Linked DNA regions of Mus musculus: region 2 is linked to region 1. Evidence: chromatin contacts called from public promoter capture Hi-C data. All regions are on one chromosome and are shown on one strand. Each heading gives the region's core, a stretch centred on a gene start, on an enhancer-like site or on the middle of the called end of the contact. The rest is flanking DNA. Distances are from core to core; before and after follow the strand shown. Region 1 overlaps BC004004 (cDNA sequence BC004004). Region 2 overlaps Stk38 (serine/threonine kinase 38).

The links. Capture Hi-C pulls out chosen DNA fragments and counts their contacts.
Region 2: a contact with region 1 is called in a promoter capture Hi-C map of adipose tissue. The contact joins two enhancer-like sites. A contact is called at or near these places in 1 of 115 datasets of contacts at active chromatin or transcription factors (large pre-B cells) and 3 of 9 other capture datasets (adipose tissue, liver and pancreatic islet).

Annotation. Positions count from the first base shown.
Region 1 is chr17:29,302,613-29,305,467 of GRCm38.p6, forward strand. It overlaps BC004004 (cDNA sequence BC004004), which reads left to right. Exons shown (of 9, transcript NM_030561.3): 9 at 1-275. Among named protein-coding and RNA genes, the nearest start is that of Pi16, 15 kb to the right of the region's middle. Within about 2 kb of position 1,494, at least 119 of the 459 cell types and tissues checked have an H3K27ac peak or open chromatin away from gene starts, as enhancers often do. A contact at or near this core is called in adipose tissue, where this site is marked.
Region 2 is chr17:28,986,154-28,989,008 of GRCm38.p6, forward strand. It overlaps Stk38 (serine/threonine kinase 38), which reads right to left. Exons shown (of 14, transcript NM_134115.3): 5 at 2,025-2,108. Among named protein-coding and RNA genes, the nearest start is that of Stk38, 20 kb to the right of the region's middle. Within about 2 kb of position 1,483, at least 10 of the 459 cell types and tissues checked have an H3K27ac peak or open chromatin away from gene starts, as enhancers often do. A contact at or near this core is called in adipose tissue, where this site is marked.

The DNA of each region.
Region 1 (2,855 bases), core at 244-2,743:
TACCTTTTCTGTACCAGGGCAAGGTGAGATATTGGTTTAGTTGAGATGCAGGAGTATCCTAAATAATATTCTGTGCTTACTGCACCCCCAAGTGCTTTGGGGGTGTTCTTATCAAACAGTGCAAAAAAGGATGGTCTGCCCTCTTGTTCTTTTTTGGGGTCTTGCTGTGTAGCTCTGACTAGCCTCGAACTCATGTAGACCAGACTGGCCTCAAACTCACAGAGATCTGCCTGTGCCCCAAGTGCTGAAAATTAAAGGAGTATACCATTGCACCCAGCTTCCTCTACCTTCTTACTGGTCTTTTATTGATATGACTAGGTACTTGGTCGCTGGACGTCACTTACAAAGATGGACAAAAAGAATTGAGTGGCCTCTGGTTCCAAATTGCAGAAGTCAGATGTCTGCCCAGGTCTATAGGCCAAAGCAGCCAGTAGTGGTGGAAGTCATGACCCTCTGTGGGGTCCTCTCTGCCCTCGGAGGGGCCCTGTGCCTTCTTCCAGGCCCTCATTCCCTCCCATCTCACAACAGGGAGCATGAGTGGGGTCAACCAAAGAGGGTGCCAAAGAGAGGAGGCTGGGGTGGTTGTGGTTCGTGAAAGGCAGCCTTCACAAAGCTGAGTGGAAGGGCTCAGAGCCTCCTCTGGCTCAAGCAGGGACTGCACCTGGGGGAGCTTGTCCTTTGTGTGGCTGTTGGAGGGAAAACAAGCCTTTGTAGATAGGCTCCACTGCTAAGCAGTTAGGATTTCAGAGGTTGTAAGTCAAGAGGACCAAGCAGAGGCCAGCCCTGAGCTTCCAGAGTCCTTCCCCTGATGGTGCGGAGCAGGGTTCCACACAGGGCCTGGGGCTCCAGAGCCTGCTGAAATGTGATCTTTAGAGTTAACCACCGAGGGCTCTGAGGAGGCTCAGAGGTGAAGTGCAGGGCCACCGTCTCAGCCTGGGGGTTACCTTGTGTTCTTTCCCTGTTTGACTCGGAAAACTTGAAAACTAAGGAAACCTTGCCTGTATTGGCCTTAAGGACACATGGGAAGTCCCAAAACTCCCAGGCTGCTCTGCGGTGCAGCAGAGAAGCAGCAGAGACCAGTCCAGGCTTCTGTGTGTGCTTCAGCTGAGACGCCAGTGTGCGGGTTAAGGGAGAAGTTCTCAGGCTTTCCCACTCATAGCCACCACATAGAAGTCACCCACCTCAAGGAAGCCTGCAGGAAGGGCTGAGACCTGGAGACAGCAGCAGAGGGCCCTCTGCTTGCCTGCTGGTATGGAGGGGGGACGTGGCAAGGTGAGGAACTGGGAGACCAATCAGCTGTCTCACCTCAGGTGCCAGTGGGAATCAGCAGTGGGGCTCCAAAAGGATGGTATTGCCACAGGTTAATGTGTTTACTAGGCAGTGGCGTGGCCAGCTCTGTTTGAGTTGGGTTCATTCTCTGTGGGACTCTAGGCTCTAGATTGGCTCCCTGGGGAGGCAGGTGTTGTGAGCTAGCTTGAAGCATTTGTGCCCAAGTACCCAGAGCTCACACAGTCAACTCTGAATGGACACCACAGCCCTTGCAGCTTATGGAAGAGCCAGGGCTTGCCCTCGCCCCACTCTGGGTTTTATTAAGGAGAGGGAGTGACCTGTGACACTCACCAATTTGGTGCAATTCAGAGCAAATTTGGGTGTAGGCTTGTTTATTTGTTTGAGACAGGACCTCCTTGTGTAGCCCTGGCTGTCCTGGAACTTACTACACAGAACAAGCTAGCCTTAAGTCACAGAGATCTGTGTGTCTGCCTCCCAAGTCCTGGGATAGTATGGTTTGTCTTCTAAAAGAAAAGAATAACATCCCCAGTCCTTCTGGCTTCCTGTTTCCCTGGAGACGGAGATGCTGCCCTTCAACATAGCATAGTCCAGCGCAGAAGATTCACGAGGAAGGAAACTGAGGCTAGAACAGGAAACCACAACAGGTGGGCAGGCGAGCAGGCGGGCAGGCAGGCAGGGCGGTCCCATCCAGGAAGACTGTCATTCTTAGCCTGTGGGCGTGCCCCACTGGGGTGGGAGCCTGTGACCAGGAAAGTCAGCAAGGTAGGAGCCCCAAGGGTAAGACAAGCTGGAAGAAAGATCCTCGTCAGGATCTTTATATAAGTTCTCTCCCCATGACCTCCCCATTTAAGAACTTTTTTTTTTTGACCGCATGTAGCTGGAGCATAACTGCGTCCAGCCGTTTTCCCATCACTGCCTTTCCAGATGTGTATCCAGCTCCAGCTGTGGGTCCCCTTGGAGTTGCATCACTTGTTTTTCAGTTCTCAATCTTCTAGTCCCTTCTTCCAAAGCCCAGCAGAGGCCCCAGGGTCGGATCCATTGCTCAGAAAGCCAGTGTCACATTCCTTCCTTCCCCACAGGTGACCTCAGCCTTGTCCCTGTGGCTTGGATGTGTTCAGCCCATCGCTTCCACAGCAGCTGTTCAAGGGTCAGTATCTCCTGGCCCAGCCGAAGCTGGTAGTGTGTGGGGAGGGGAAGGAGAAGGAAGGGAAGGGGCTCACCCACCCACCACCCAGCTGGTGACTCAAGAGAAGTGCTTGCCCACTAAGAAGCTGTAGGTGCTTATGGAGACAGCCCTGTGGCAAATGAAAAACAGGACTCTGGGCAGGCAGCCAGCCTCACCTAGTCCCCAGATATCCAGCAGCTCCTCCCAGAAAGGAGAGCGGGGAGATGGACAGGTGCTCACTCTGTGCCCAAACCAGCTTGCCTGGGCACATTAGGACTACAAGTTCTGGGCTCTGGAGGGAAAAACCCTCCAGCCAGCTTGTCGGTGGTCCAGGCCCCTCCGCGTCTGGGTTCCTTGCCTTGCATAATTTCGGCATTAGTGCTAAATACATCTGTCATTT
Region 2 (2,855 bases), core at 233-2,732, 320 kb before region 1:
TCTGAGCCCTCACCAGCCCCACTTCTAACTCTCAGAACAGCTAACAAACTGACAGGAGTTTTGAGTTTTGGCTAAAATGATAGGACATACATACTGTAAAACTTACTCATAACCCACAAATATCCTAACTAAACAACACAGACATTGTTTTCCTCAAAGAGATTAACTGGTCCTCTTTCCTGGAGCCTGAGCATGTATCCACACCATACACTGACCTCTGGGCAGCACATACATAGGGCTGTAAGGCACTCGCATATCAGTTGGTGTTTGCATAAACTACAATAATAGCTGAAGATTTGTTAAAGATCTACTTTTAACTGGAATTAAGAATCCAAGGCTTGGGCTGAATACATGGCTCAGAGGTTAAGAGCACTGGCTGCTCTTCCAGAGGTCCTGAGTTCAGTTCCCAGCAACCATGTAGTGACTCAGAGCCATCTAGAATGAGATGTGGTACCCTCTTCTGGTGTGTAAGCATACATGCAGCCAGGACATTACATACATAATAAACAAATAAATATTTGAAATAAAAATAATTCAAGGCTTAGCCGGGCATGGTATTGCATACTTTTAATCCCAACACTTAGGAGACAGAGACAGGTAGAGCTCTAAGGTCAAGGCCAGCCTGGTCTACAAAGCAAGTGTATGACAGCCAGGGCTGGTCACAATGAGGAACCCGGTCTCAAAAACAAACAAACAAACAAAAAAGAAAAGAAAAAGAGGAATTCAAGGCTTCCTAGTAAAACAGAAAAAAAAACAAAAAAGACTTAATAACTGCTATGTGAATGGTTGGTTTGCTTACATGTATAGTCTGAGTACCATGTGCATGCACTGCACAAAGAGGCCAGTAGAGGGTGTCACATTCCCTGGGACTGGAATGTGACCATTCCAGAGCCACCATATGGGTGCTAGAAATTCAACCCAGATCCTCTGGAACAGCAGCTAGTTCTTTTAACCATTCAGCTGTCTCTCCAGCCCCCAAAGCACAGGTCTGAAGAGGCACTTGAATGTGGACAGGAAATGCTCCCTGATTACAATCCTCAGTGGGCAGAGAACACTAAATGTGGGGACAGCCTCTATCCTCGCTGCTGGGCTCCAAATGAAGAGTTCTGCCTGGCACAACATCTCTGGCCTCAAACTGCAGCGTCACCCACTGCTACCTCTTCTGAGGCAACCAGCTCAACAGACCCACAGAAGGGCTGAACTCTTACTTTAAAAAAATAAAAATAAAGCTATCCTACGGAATTTGCATTAAGTATGTATGTCAGATCTAGTTTCATCGTGAGCTTCATCCTTACTGGATAATGTGGGCTGTTAACTAGGGAGGGCCCAGGGCTTTGCACATCATACACAAGCACTCTGCTGGAAGCTCCACGGCCCAAGACCGTTCCTAACCATAAAGGAGACCTTCTGCTGCTCTGCCATTTACACTGTCCACATTAATTCAGAAACTGGCGCATCAGTAAGCTTCACAGAGGACCCGTCTTTGGTTAGGTGTTCAGGTTATAGTGTATTCAGACTCGCCAGTTCTACATCCCCATCCAAGGAGTACAAAAAACTCCCATCATACCAGGCGTGAGCTCAAAGGAGGGTCTCTTGCAAGTGTAGCTGTGGTTATCGAGGACCCAAAGCTGCTTCCTCACAGCCTGGACTGTGAAACACACTATCTGTATTCACGGGTCTTACTTGTAGTTTTTTAAAAATTTTATCTATTTTAATGAGTGCTCTGCTGCATATACATCCACATGCCAGAAGGGGGCATCAGATTCCCCTTACAGATGGTTGTGAGCCACCATGTGGTGGCTGGGAATTGAGCAGGCAGAGCTCTTAACCGCTGAGCCATCTCTCCAGTCCCTTACTTATATTTTTAAATATACAAGTGCATCTTTTGAGGATAAAAAATAGGACAATATGCATAAGGGAACTAACTAGAGAGAACTGTAGTAAAATAAAGACAACTAAGCCATCAGAGTGTAATTAGGCAACAAGCCCCCAAAGCTGACTGCCGGCAGCTCCCGCTCAGTTACCTGCTCCTTCTCGAGCATGTCTGCTTTGCGCAGGATTTTCATTGCGTACACATGCCCTGTGTCTTTCTTCTGAACAAGCCGCACCTGGAAGGGTCCCAAAGATGTGGTAAGTCAAGTTCACACTGCCAAGCTAAGGATTTTCGTTTCCAGCATACTGAAGCTTCACAAATACTACTCACACAAGAAAGGCATGACCATCTGAATGTAAGCTAGTATTGCTTAAACATGCAAAAACAGACACTTTCAATGTTACAAACAAATCTACTATACAGCTGTGACAGCGATGAGAAGACTTCCACCTGTCTCCAGAGCTCAACAGCTTTGACTCCGAGTTGAACACATGTAAAAGCCTTTAGTTTCATTTTAAGGCATGGCAAATATCCAGAGTTAAACCTATGGCAAATACCCGACAGTTGACTCAGAAAGCCTAAGTAAAAATCACAACATTTAATATGAAAATTATACATCAGATCCACTTGTAATCCTAGCACTGAGGGACTGAAGCAGAGCTCTCACCAGCTTGAAGCCAGTCTGCCTATGCTGTGTGAGACCCTTTGTCAAAAAAACAGAAAAACAAAACAAAAAACCCCACAAAAATAAACCTTCTTCTTGGAAGAAATAAAGTAAAATAGAAATTAAACAGCACTTTTAAATTTTTTAAAAAAGATTTATTTATTATTATATGTAAGTACACTGTAACTGTCTTCAGACACTCCAGAAAAGGGCATCAGATCTCATTACAGATGGTTGTGAGCTACCATGTGGTTGCTGGGATTTGAACTCAGGACGTCTGGAAGAGCAGTCAGTGCTCTTAACCGCTGAGCCATCTCT